Regions from separate parts of the Sus scrofa genome. Here region 2 is linked to region 1. A link is a contact called in public HiChIP or PLAC-seq data. All regions are on one chromosome and are shown on one strand. The core of a region is the stretch at or near the end of the contact, and the rest is flanking DNA. Distances in the headings are between cores, read along the strand shown.

The links. HiChIP or PLAC-seq counts read pairs in DNA pulled down with a chosen protein or histone mark.
Region 2: an H3K27ac HiChIP or PLAC-seq map of alveolar macrophages shows a contact between it and region 1. The contact joins two enhancer-like sites. A contact is called at or near these places in 1 of 47 Hi-C or Micro-C datasets (mesenchymal stem cells) and 2 of 2 datasets of contacts at active chromatin or transcription factors (alveolar macrophages and skeletal muscle).

The regions. Positions count from the first base shown.
Region 1 is chr4:10,923,993-10,928,596 of Sscrofa11.1, forward strand. No RefSeq gene overlaps it. Among named protein-coding and RNA genes, the nearest start is that of FAM49B, 450 kb to the left of the region's middle. Within about 2 kb of position 1,934, at least 5 of the 83 cell types and tissues checked have an H3K27ac peak or open chromatin away from gene starts, as enhancers often do. A contact at or near this core is called in alveolar macrophages, where this site is marked.
Region 2 is chr4:12,106,419-12,111,022 of Sscrofa11.1, forward strand. No RefSeq gene overlaps it. Among named protein-coding and RNA genes, the nearest start is that of MYC, 350 kb to the right of the region's middle. Within about 2 kb of position 2,718, at least 18 of the 83 cell types and tissues checked have an H3K27ac peak or open chromatin away from gene starts, as enhancers often do. A contact at or near this core is called in alveolar macrophages, where this site is marked.

The sequences.
Region 1 (4,604 bases), core at 684-3,183:
CTCGGTTTTATTTCCGGAATGGGCTTTTCTGGAGGACCCGAGTGGACCCCTCACTGGTCTAGATCCAGAGTCAGTTGCTAACTCTGCTGTTTTAGTAGCTGCATGGCCTCAGACATCGCTTTAGGTCTCTGCTCCTCAGAATTTCTCAGATGTAAAATGGAAATGCATGACAGCTGGCTACCTCATTTGGTGGTTGCGAAAATTAAATGAGGAAATAGAGGCAAAGTATTTGGCATGCAGTGAATGCTGTTATTGTTCTTTTTCTGCTTTTAGTAGACCCAGTAGCTATGTGGAGGTCGATAAGTGTTTTGTTTTTGTTTTTGTTTTGATGGCCACACCTGTGGTTGTTTCTGGGCTAGGAGTCGAATTGGAGGGGCAGCTGCCAGTCTACACCACAGCCACAGCAGTGCCAGATCTGAGCTCCATCTGTGACCTACACCACAGCTCATAGCAACACTGGATCCTTTAACCCACTGAGTGAGGCCAGGGATCAAACCTGCATCCTCATGGATACTTGGTTGGATTCTTGACCTGCTGAGCCATGACAGGAACTCCGAGGTTGATAGGTTTTTAAGCCAAGAATACATGAATACCTACTGTGAGCAGGATGTGCACACTGACTCAAGGGGATGGGAGGATGCTGGGGGCTCACACTTGTTCATTGTCTACTGGGTGTCAGGCACTGTGCTAGACCCTCTCCTGCATGTCATGTTTAATTCTTAGGGTAGCCTGTGAGTGGGAGTTATCACTCACTCTCTCTCTCTCTCTCTCTCTCTCTCTCTCTCTCTCATTCACTCACTCTCTCCTCTCTCTCATCCTCTTTCATGGATTAGGAAACAGGTTTAGGGAGTTTCTTACCTTCCTCCAGTTCTGCAGCCAAGCAAGTGGCTGCTTGGGAAAGACATTCAACTTTCCCTCTAGTTTATTGTGCAACTGACCAAGTTCACAATCTCAGACATGTATTTTAGGAAGTTCCCTACAGATGGACGCTATCTAATTGCTTTCATTCTTAACAATGGCTGGATCATAGGTTTTCTGATGTGCTGATTAACTGTGACCCCACTTGTAGCTCTCTTCTGCCTGAAGACAGTGTTTGTCCCCCAGCCTTTATGACATCAAGAGCAGAAAGCTGCCTTTTGAGGCCTCTGCCCTGCATGCAAGGCAGAGAGACAAAGAGATGGTGAACAAGGCTCTTGGCTGAAAGCATTTAGATTTAGCCAAGTTCTTTTTCAAGTTTTCCAAGCCTTCCTTCCCTTGACACCTCTGTGCCTTTGCATGAGCTCATTCCTCTGTTTTACAGAGTCCTGCTCATCATCCTTCTATGTTCTGCTTGACTGTTTTTTTTTTCTTTCTATGTCAAGGCATTTTTTCATTCACAGGTAGAATGAAGCATTTCCTTCTTTTTCTTATATCTTAGCAGTTCTTGCAATGCAGTAAGTCTGATTGGTTCCCAGCCTGCTCCATTATGCTGGGAGATTCTTGAGGAATTGCGTCTTTTTCCTTTTAGTATCCAGTGCCTGGCAGGCACAAAAATTGGTATATTAATACTAGTAATTAGTGAATCAAAAGAGGCCCGCACTGGCCTCTGAATCATTGTGGTGTGTCTGAGAGCAGTGTTATCCTCTTAAGGGGCTAACCGTTTATGCCCACTTTCCCGGCCTTTGCCTGGTCTCAGCATCCTTGCTGTTACTCTTCTGTGGTCCAGGCCATCTCCGAATACCTCTCCCTGATGACTCTTTTGGTCCAAACTCTACCTCGACTGTTTATTTCTATTTTCTGCCTGGGACCCTTGGAAATCCTGCTTGAACTGGCTTGGCACTTGCCTCCCAGAGTGAATTGTTTAAAAAATAATCAGCGCGAGATACAAGTTGCTCAGATTACCGGCATTTGAGGAAGAGATACACATGCGTGCCAAAGCGAGAAACCATTCACGAAGCTGGGGGTGGGGGAGGGGATAGCAGTTGCAAAGGATATGCAAGCCACTTCCCTTTCTCCGGTGACTAGAAACTCTGGCAAAAGTTATCAGAACCATCATCTCTCTGATCATTCCTTTATCTGTGCGTTCATTCATTTGTCCTGTGGAGCCCAGATTACTGAAGGAGCCTCTCATGGTCTCTCTCCCTCTCTTTTGGCTCCTGTCTAGATTATCATCTAATGCAGCACAGACCATGACCTTTCTTCTTCTTCTTCTTCTTTTTCTTCTTCTTTTTTTTTTTTTTTTTGTCTTTTTAGGGCCGCACCTGCAGTGTATGAAAGTTCCCAGGCTAGGGGTCCAATCAGAGCTGCATCTGCTGGCCCACATCACAGCCATGGCAACATGGGATCCGAGCTGTGTCAGCACCTTACACCACAGCTCATGGCAGTGGTGACTCCTTAACTCCCTGAGCAAGGCCAAGGATCGAACCCCTGTCCTCATGGATACTAGTCAGGTTTGTTGCTGCTGAGCCACAATGGGAACTCTGACTATGATTTTTCTACGGTTTCCCATTATACACAAGATAAAAGGAAAAGCTCCTTGGCATGGCATCTAAGATCGGTGATCTAGTCTCTGCTACTGGAGCCCTCTCATCTCCTGGAGCTCTAAACCTGGCCCCAGCAATATTGGACTCTTAAGAACACCTACGAAATGCCAGTTTATTTTGTCTCCAGGCTTTTTTTTTTTTTTTTTTTTTTGTCTTTTTACCTTTTCTAGGGCTACTCCTGCGGCATATGGAGGTTCCCAGGCTAGGGGTCTAATCGGAGCTCTAGCCACCAGCCTACGCCAGAGCTACAGCAACGCCAGATCCGAGCCACGTCTGTGACCTACACCACAGCTCACAGCAACGCCGGATCCTTAACCCACTGAGCAAGGGCAGGGATTGAACCCGCAACCTCATGGTTCCTAGTCGGATTCGTTAACCACTGAGCCACGACGGGAACTCCATTGTCTCCAGGCTTTTCTGTGTGCTGCTCTGTCTTCTTGATTTCTTTCTGTTCTTCTCTTACTTAGTTTTCAAAACTCATCTCAGCTTTATCTCCACTGTAAGGTTTTCTCTGATACTTCCAATCTAAAGGCGCTATGAGCCACTTGCAGCAACATGGATACAACTAGAGAGTCTCATACAAAGTGAAGTAAGTCAGAAAGAGAAAGGCAAATACCATATGATATCACTCATATGTGGCATCTAAAATGTGGCACCCATGAACCTATGTACAGAATAGAAACAGACTCAAGACATGAAGAATAGACTCGTGGTTGCCAAGTGGGAGAGGCGGGGTGAGAGGTGGGTTGGGAGTTTGGGGTTAGTAGATGCAAACAATTACATTTGGAGTGGATAAGCAATGAAGTCCTGCTGTATAGCACAGGGAACTATATCTAGTCTCTTGGGATAGACCATGATGGAAGATAACATGAGAAAAAGAATGTATAAATATGCACAATTGGGTGACTTTGCTGTATAGAAGAAATTGACACAACATTGTAAATCAACTATACTCTAATTAAAAAAAAACAAAGGAGCTATGAGTCCTTTTCTCCACTCTAGTATTGAAGGCACAGACCCGTCATCGCTCTGACCCTATTGGGCTGAATGTGCTTGACATTTATCTTTCTCCCTACTTGTCTGTGAACTTCTCACAGTCAAAGCCCATATATTCATCCTTACAAGAGCAGTTCACGATGACGTATAGTAGGCACTAAATAAATGCATATTGGATGAGTGCATTAGTTGTATGTTGCATGCTAGGGCATTTGAATATTACCCTGAATCCAAATAGAATCATTCATAGGTTTTAAGCGATGTTAGTGTCAGGGTTGGGGTAGTGCTTAAGGATAGAATGGAGAATGGAAGTGGTTGGACCATACTGGAGACAAAGAATCAAGCCCGTCTTCTCACCCTCATCTCTAGCTCCCTCATCTCTTCTCCATCCATCCTGGAGACTGTCACCTCATGAACCTCTTTTTTTTCCCCTTCTTTTTATGGCTGCACCTGCAGCATATGGGATTTCTTGGGCTAGGGGTCAGATAAGGGGCCTACACCACAGCCATGGAAACACTGGATCCGAGTGGCATCTGCGACCTACACCATAGCTTGCAGCAAGGCCAGATCCTTAACTCAATGGAGGAGGCAAGGGATCAAGCCTGCATCCTCATGGACATTATGTTGGGTTCTTAACCCACTGTACCACCATGAGAACATCATCTCATGAACTTCTTTCCTCCTTCAAGACACAGATAATACATCATCTCCTCTCAGGAGCTGTCTCTGACCTATTTTCATAGTACTTTGTAATGCTCTCAATTGTAATATCTCTAATATTTATTGAGCATTTGATTATGTACTGAGCACTTTGCACTTAAAAAATTAATCATCACAGTGGCCCAGTGAGACCCTATTATGACACTTTGACACTTGAGTTGCAGCTGAAGCCCAGAGAGGTTAACTCACTTGCTCAAATTACCCAGCTAGGAATAGTGGATGACATGTGAGTGCAGGTCTGATTCAGAGTCACTGCACTTCCCTATGACAATATCTGTATCATGGGTTCTTTCTCTGCCCACATCTCATATTGTTGGAGAACACCAGACACAAACCCATTGGCTTTAACTTAGTTCTGTACCTCCA
Region 2 (4,604 bases), core at 1,468-3,967, 1.2 Mb after region 1:
AGACCTTGGAACTTCCAGGCTTCTAGAGACAAAATCTAGAACAAAATCATCCACTTCATTCATTGATTCATTTGTGCACTGCTGGACCCTGGACTGGGTGCCATGACTACAATGAATGACCAAGAGAGTGGTAGAGCCTGGCTTAATGGAGCTTCCAGCTTCATGAAGAAAACAGATCCTAACATGTAAAAATAATCAAGGATAGAGAGGCTACTAGATGCAAAAAGCAAAATGCTGTGGAACGTAGAGCAGACACCCCACTTTGTCCAGGGGAGTAAGGGTAAGCTTCATCACTGGGTGATGTCTATGCTGATCCATACAGGACGAGGAGGTGGTAAGAGAGAACAAGATCCCAGGTGAGCAGAACTACTTAAAGGCTAAGCTTGAGGCCATGAGAGGTCATGGCAAGCCTGGAAAGTCCAGCAGGTGCCCTTGTAAGTAGAGTTAGACTTCACCTTGAGGGCAATGGGAACCCATAGGGCAGGATTCAAGCCAAGATGAATTATTCAGAGACTGATTCAGAGAGCTCATCTGGGTACATGCGTGGATGAAGGGGGGCAGGCCTGGAGGCAGAGGCTTCAGGGAGATGGTCATAGCCCCAACAAGAGCATGGTAATGCGACACAGAAAGAGGATGGGTTGGGAAAACGCTCAGGAGTTACCCCTGCCAGGCTTATCCAACCTGAAGGCAACCTGTGAGGACCTGGGTGAACCAGGCGGGGCAGTGGGGTGGGTGAGGGGGGGCAATTCTTTCTGATTTCCGTGTGGAGTTTAACATGGTAGATTCCCCTGGGACATTAAAAAGCCACACCAAGAAAGATTCTGGCTCTGACTCCTTTATGCTTCTTTGGCTCCACATGCTTAAATCATAGCAACTCCCAAGATGCTCTTGGTAAGCCAAGCAGAATTTTTCTAATTTCTGGCCCCAAAGGTACACCTCCACAGAGCCTCAAGTCAGTGCAGCGGATGGAGAGGGAGGGAGAGCTGGAAAAATTAGGAAAGCCAGTTCTTGATAATAATAGGTCGCCTCCACATAATAACAGCTCTGGTTTATAGAGCACTTTCACAGACATTATCTCACTTGATTCTCACAGTAAGTGGAGAGCCGGGGGAGGAGGCACCCGGGTCAATTAGCATTAACCCCACCCTTTCGAATAACTTTTGGTGGCTCAGAGAGGTTAAGTGATTTGCCCAAGATTACAAAACCAGTGAGTAGTGGGGCTGGGAATGCAAGTTTTATGACTCCCACTTCTGTGCCTCAGCTCCCTCCCTTAGAGCTCGTTTTTTGGAAAGGGAGAGTGATTCTTTCTGCCTATGGAGAAGGTTATGTCTGCATGCCCATTAGCTCCTAACCACTGGGAAGTCAAGGCTAGAAGAGGATGCCTGAGTGGGTGGGGCACAAAATGGGAGAGTATTGAATGCCAAGCCAGGGGATACTGATAGCAAGGAAACATGCTCTCAGTGTGTGCCCGGGCTGCGGGGGCGGGGAGGGGGGGGGAGCTGGATGTACAAGATGCAAGGAGATGCTAGTACATCTCTGTACCCAGCGGGATTGGATTAGGGTGAAGTACGGGGAGAGGAAAGAAGATGAGCTCCACACAAGACTAAGGGGTTGCTGGGTGGACCTGTCCTTCAACAGAGTCTAAAGCCCACCTAGGCTTCAGCAAGTGGAGTTCCCATGTTGTGGCTCAGTGGGTTAGGAACCTGACGTTGTCTCTCTGAGGACGTGGGTTTGATCCCTGGTCTCATTCAGCGGATTGTTTCCAGCATTGCTGCAAGCTGCAGCGTAGGTGACAGAGGCGGCTCAGATCCGGCTTTGCTGTGGCTGTGATGTAGGCCTTGGCGGCCATTCCAATTCAACCCCTAATCTGAAAAGTTCCATGTGCCACAGGTGTGGCCAATAAAGTAAATAAAGAGATAAAAATTTTTTTAAAGGGAAGAAAAAGCAAATTCCACAAACAGCACCCCCAACTTTGAGTAGGGACCTTCAGGTAAAGGGTGTGTGCTCTGGTGCCTGTTCGTGTCACCAAAGGGGTGACAGGAAGAAAGACCTGAGGTGCTGTGTCTGGACAATGCAATGAAATCCACAAAGCAGAAACCAGCTCACATGTCCCTGCCAGGCCCCGGGTCTGGCAGCAGATCAGGAAGCTTGTGTGAGGTTCCCGTTTCGGGAGCGGTTGAGCTGTGTCTCTCCAACCCCTGAGGACCACAGAAAGGAACTTTGCCAGGATGATCCACAACAGCGCCCCCAGGAAGGAAGGAAGGAAGGAGGGAGGGAAAGGTTTCTGGGGATCCTGCAGGAGATGGCCCTGTGGACAACATCCTGAAGTGGTGCCACTCAGGGCACGTGAATGTCCAACCGCAGGCACCCTGGGCACTTCCTGCAAACCTGCTGCACTGCAGATCCTATGCAAAGCCCTTTATGCTTAACCCTGTTCTGTCCTAGCAACACTGTTTCATTATGTTGAGGAAATTGGAGCCCAGAGTGGCTTCGCTCTCTGTTCAAGGTCACATAGGCAGTGAACTACAAAAGGGAGATTTTTCTGGGAGGTTTAAAAGCTCCGCATCCATGTCCTTCCCACTCCCCGCAAAACCTTGTGAGCCTGTGTGCTTGAAATAGCACAGCAGGGAGAGGAGAGGAAGGGGATGTGGGGCAGGGTGGAAACTGTGTCTTGAGCCACCGCCCTGACTCACTCTCCTTAATAAGCATCTAATGACAGCTGAAGTGTCTGCCTTGGGGGAGTTGGGTTTCTAGAATAGTACTGCGGAGGGGAATCCAGACTGGCTGTGACTGGGGCATGAATCAGCATGGCGACTTCTAGGGCAAAGAGGAAGCCTTAATTAACAGCAGCCCCGGATGCAAAAGGAACAGCATCGAGGCTGTCTGACAAGCCAGGCTCAAAGGGACTACATCCTGGGTCCCTGTTTCCATCTCCAGGCTTATTTCGAAGTACTTCCTAGGACAAGCTGTTTGCCACCAAGCCTTCCTACAGGTCACCGCTACCAGGATCCCCCTCCAGCCTCGATCTTTGCTCCCAAAATGTTCTCCACTGGGAATATTCTCACCCTCTTCTCTGACCCATACCCTCTGGGGGCAGGTAACATAGTAGTTTGGGATTAACAGATACATGCTACTATATACAAAGCAGGTAAGCAACAAGGACCTACTGTATGGCCCAGAGAACTGTACTCAGTATCTTGTAAAAACATACAATGAAAAAGAATCTGAAAATGTATGTGTGTGTGTATATGTATATATATATGATATATATTTTTATATTTATATATATTTTATCAAATATATATTATATTTATATATATTTTATAAAAAATATATAATATATATGAATCAGTTTGCTGTACATTTGAAACTAACACAACATTCTAAATTAACGACACTTCAGAGTTTCCGTCGCGGTGCAGTGGTTAATGAATCTGACCAGGAACCATGAGGTTGCAGGTTCCATCCCTGCCCTTGCTCAGTTGGTTAATGATCCGGCGTTGCCATGAGCTGTGGTGTAGGTTGCAGATGCAGCTCGGATCCCGTGTTGCTGTGGCTCTGGCGTAGGCTGGTGGCTACCGCTCCGATTCGACCCCTAGCCTGGGAACCTCCATATGCCTCGGGAGTGGCCCAAGAAATGGCAAAAAGACAAAAAAAAACAATTAATTAATTAATGACGCTTCAATTAAAAAAAAAAAAGCTGAGTCCAAATCTCTCTTTCCACGAGATCTCACTATCCTGGCCTGCCCACTGTTGGGTTGATTGAATCATTCCTTTGGACACGATTTACTAAGCATCTCCCATTCCTGGACACTTTGGGAAACATTAGGATGCGATGACAGAAGACAGTCCCCGCCTTTGTTGCCTCATAGGGAATTACACGGCAATAGAGTGTAAGAAGAGTACCAATAAGAGCTTGAAGGATGCTTCACTGTTACAGAAACGCTTGTGTTTTCTGGGCTATGGAGGAGTCGGGATGCCTTCTAGAAGGAGGCAGCACCCCAGACATGTTTTGAACGATGGGTGAGATAAATGAAAAGCTACTTACTTAGACTCAAGAGATCTGGTTGGGTTCTAGCCAACACTCCACCTCTGTCTCTGCGGACCTGGAGCAGGTCCTCTCACCTCTTTGAAACTCATGAAGGGGCTGGACTGGCACAGCAGCCAACATCTCGCCTGCTCCTGCTCTGATCTCCGTATGGACTGACCCCCTAATTATTACTCATCTCACGTCTTGGGTCTCCAAGCCTCGATTTCTTTGTATGTCAAATGGAGATGCTAATAAGCCTTGAGACTCTAGAAAATCCAACAGAAGAATGTGTGGGGAAGTGCTGAGTGCTGGAATGGTGCTTCTTTCCTTCCAAGGATGGACACACCATATAAACATCATAATTCTTGCCAGATTAAGCTTCACTTGTCTCCCTCCCTCCCTCTCTCTCTCTCTCTCTCTCTCTCACACACACACACACACACACAATTGTTATCCCCAAATATCAGAATATTTTCCTCCTTCTTCCTATGAAAACACTGAACTCAGTCCAAAGCCCTCTCCATCCAAACCCCTGGCAGCATCCGTCCCACCACAGGACAATTTAATTCATCTC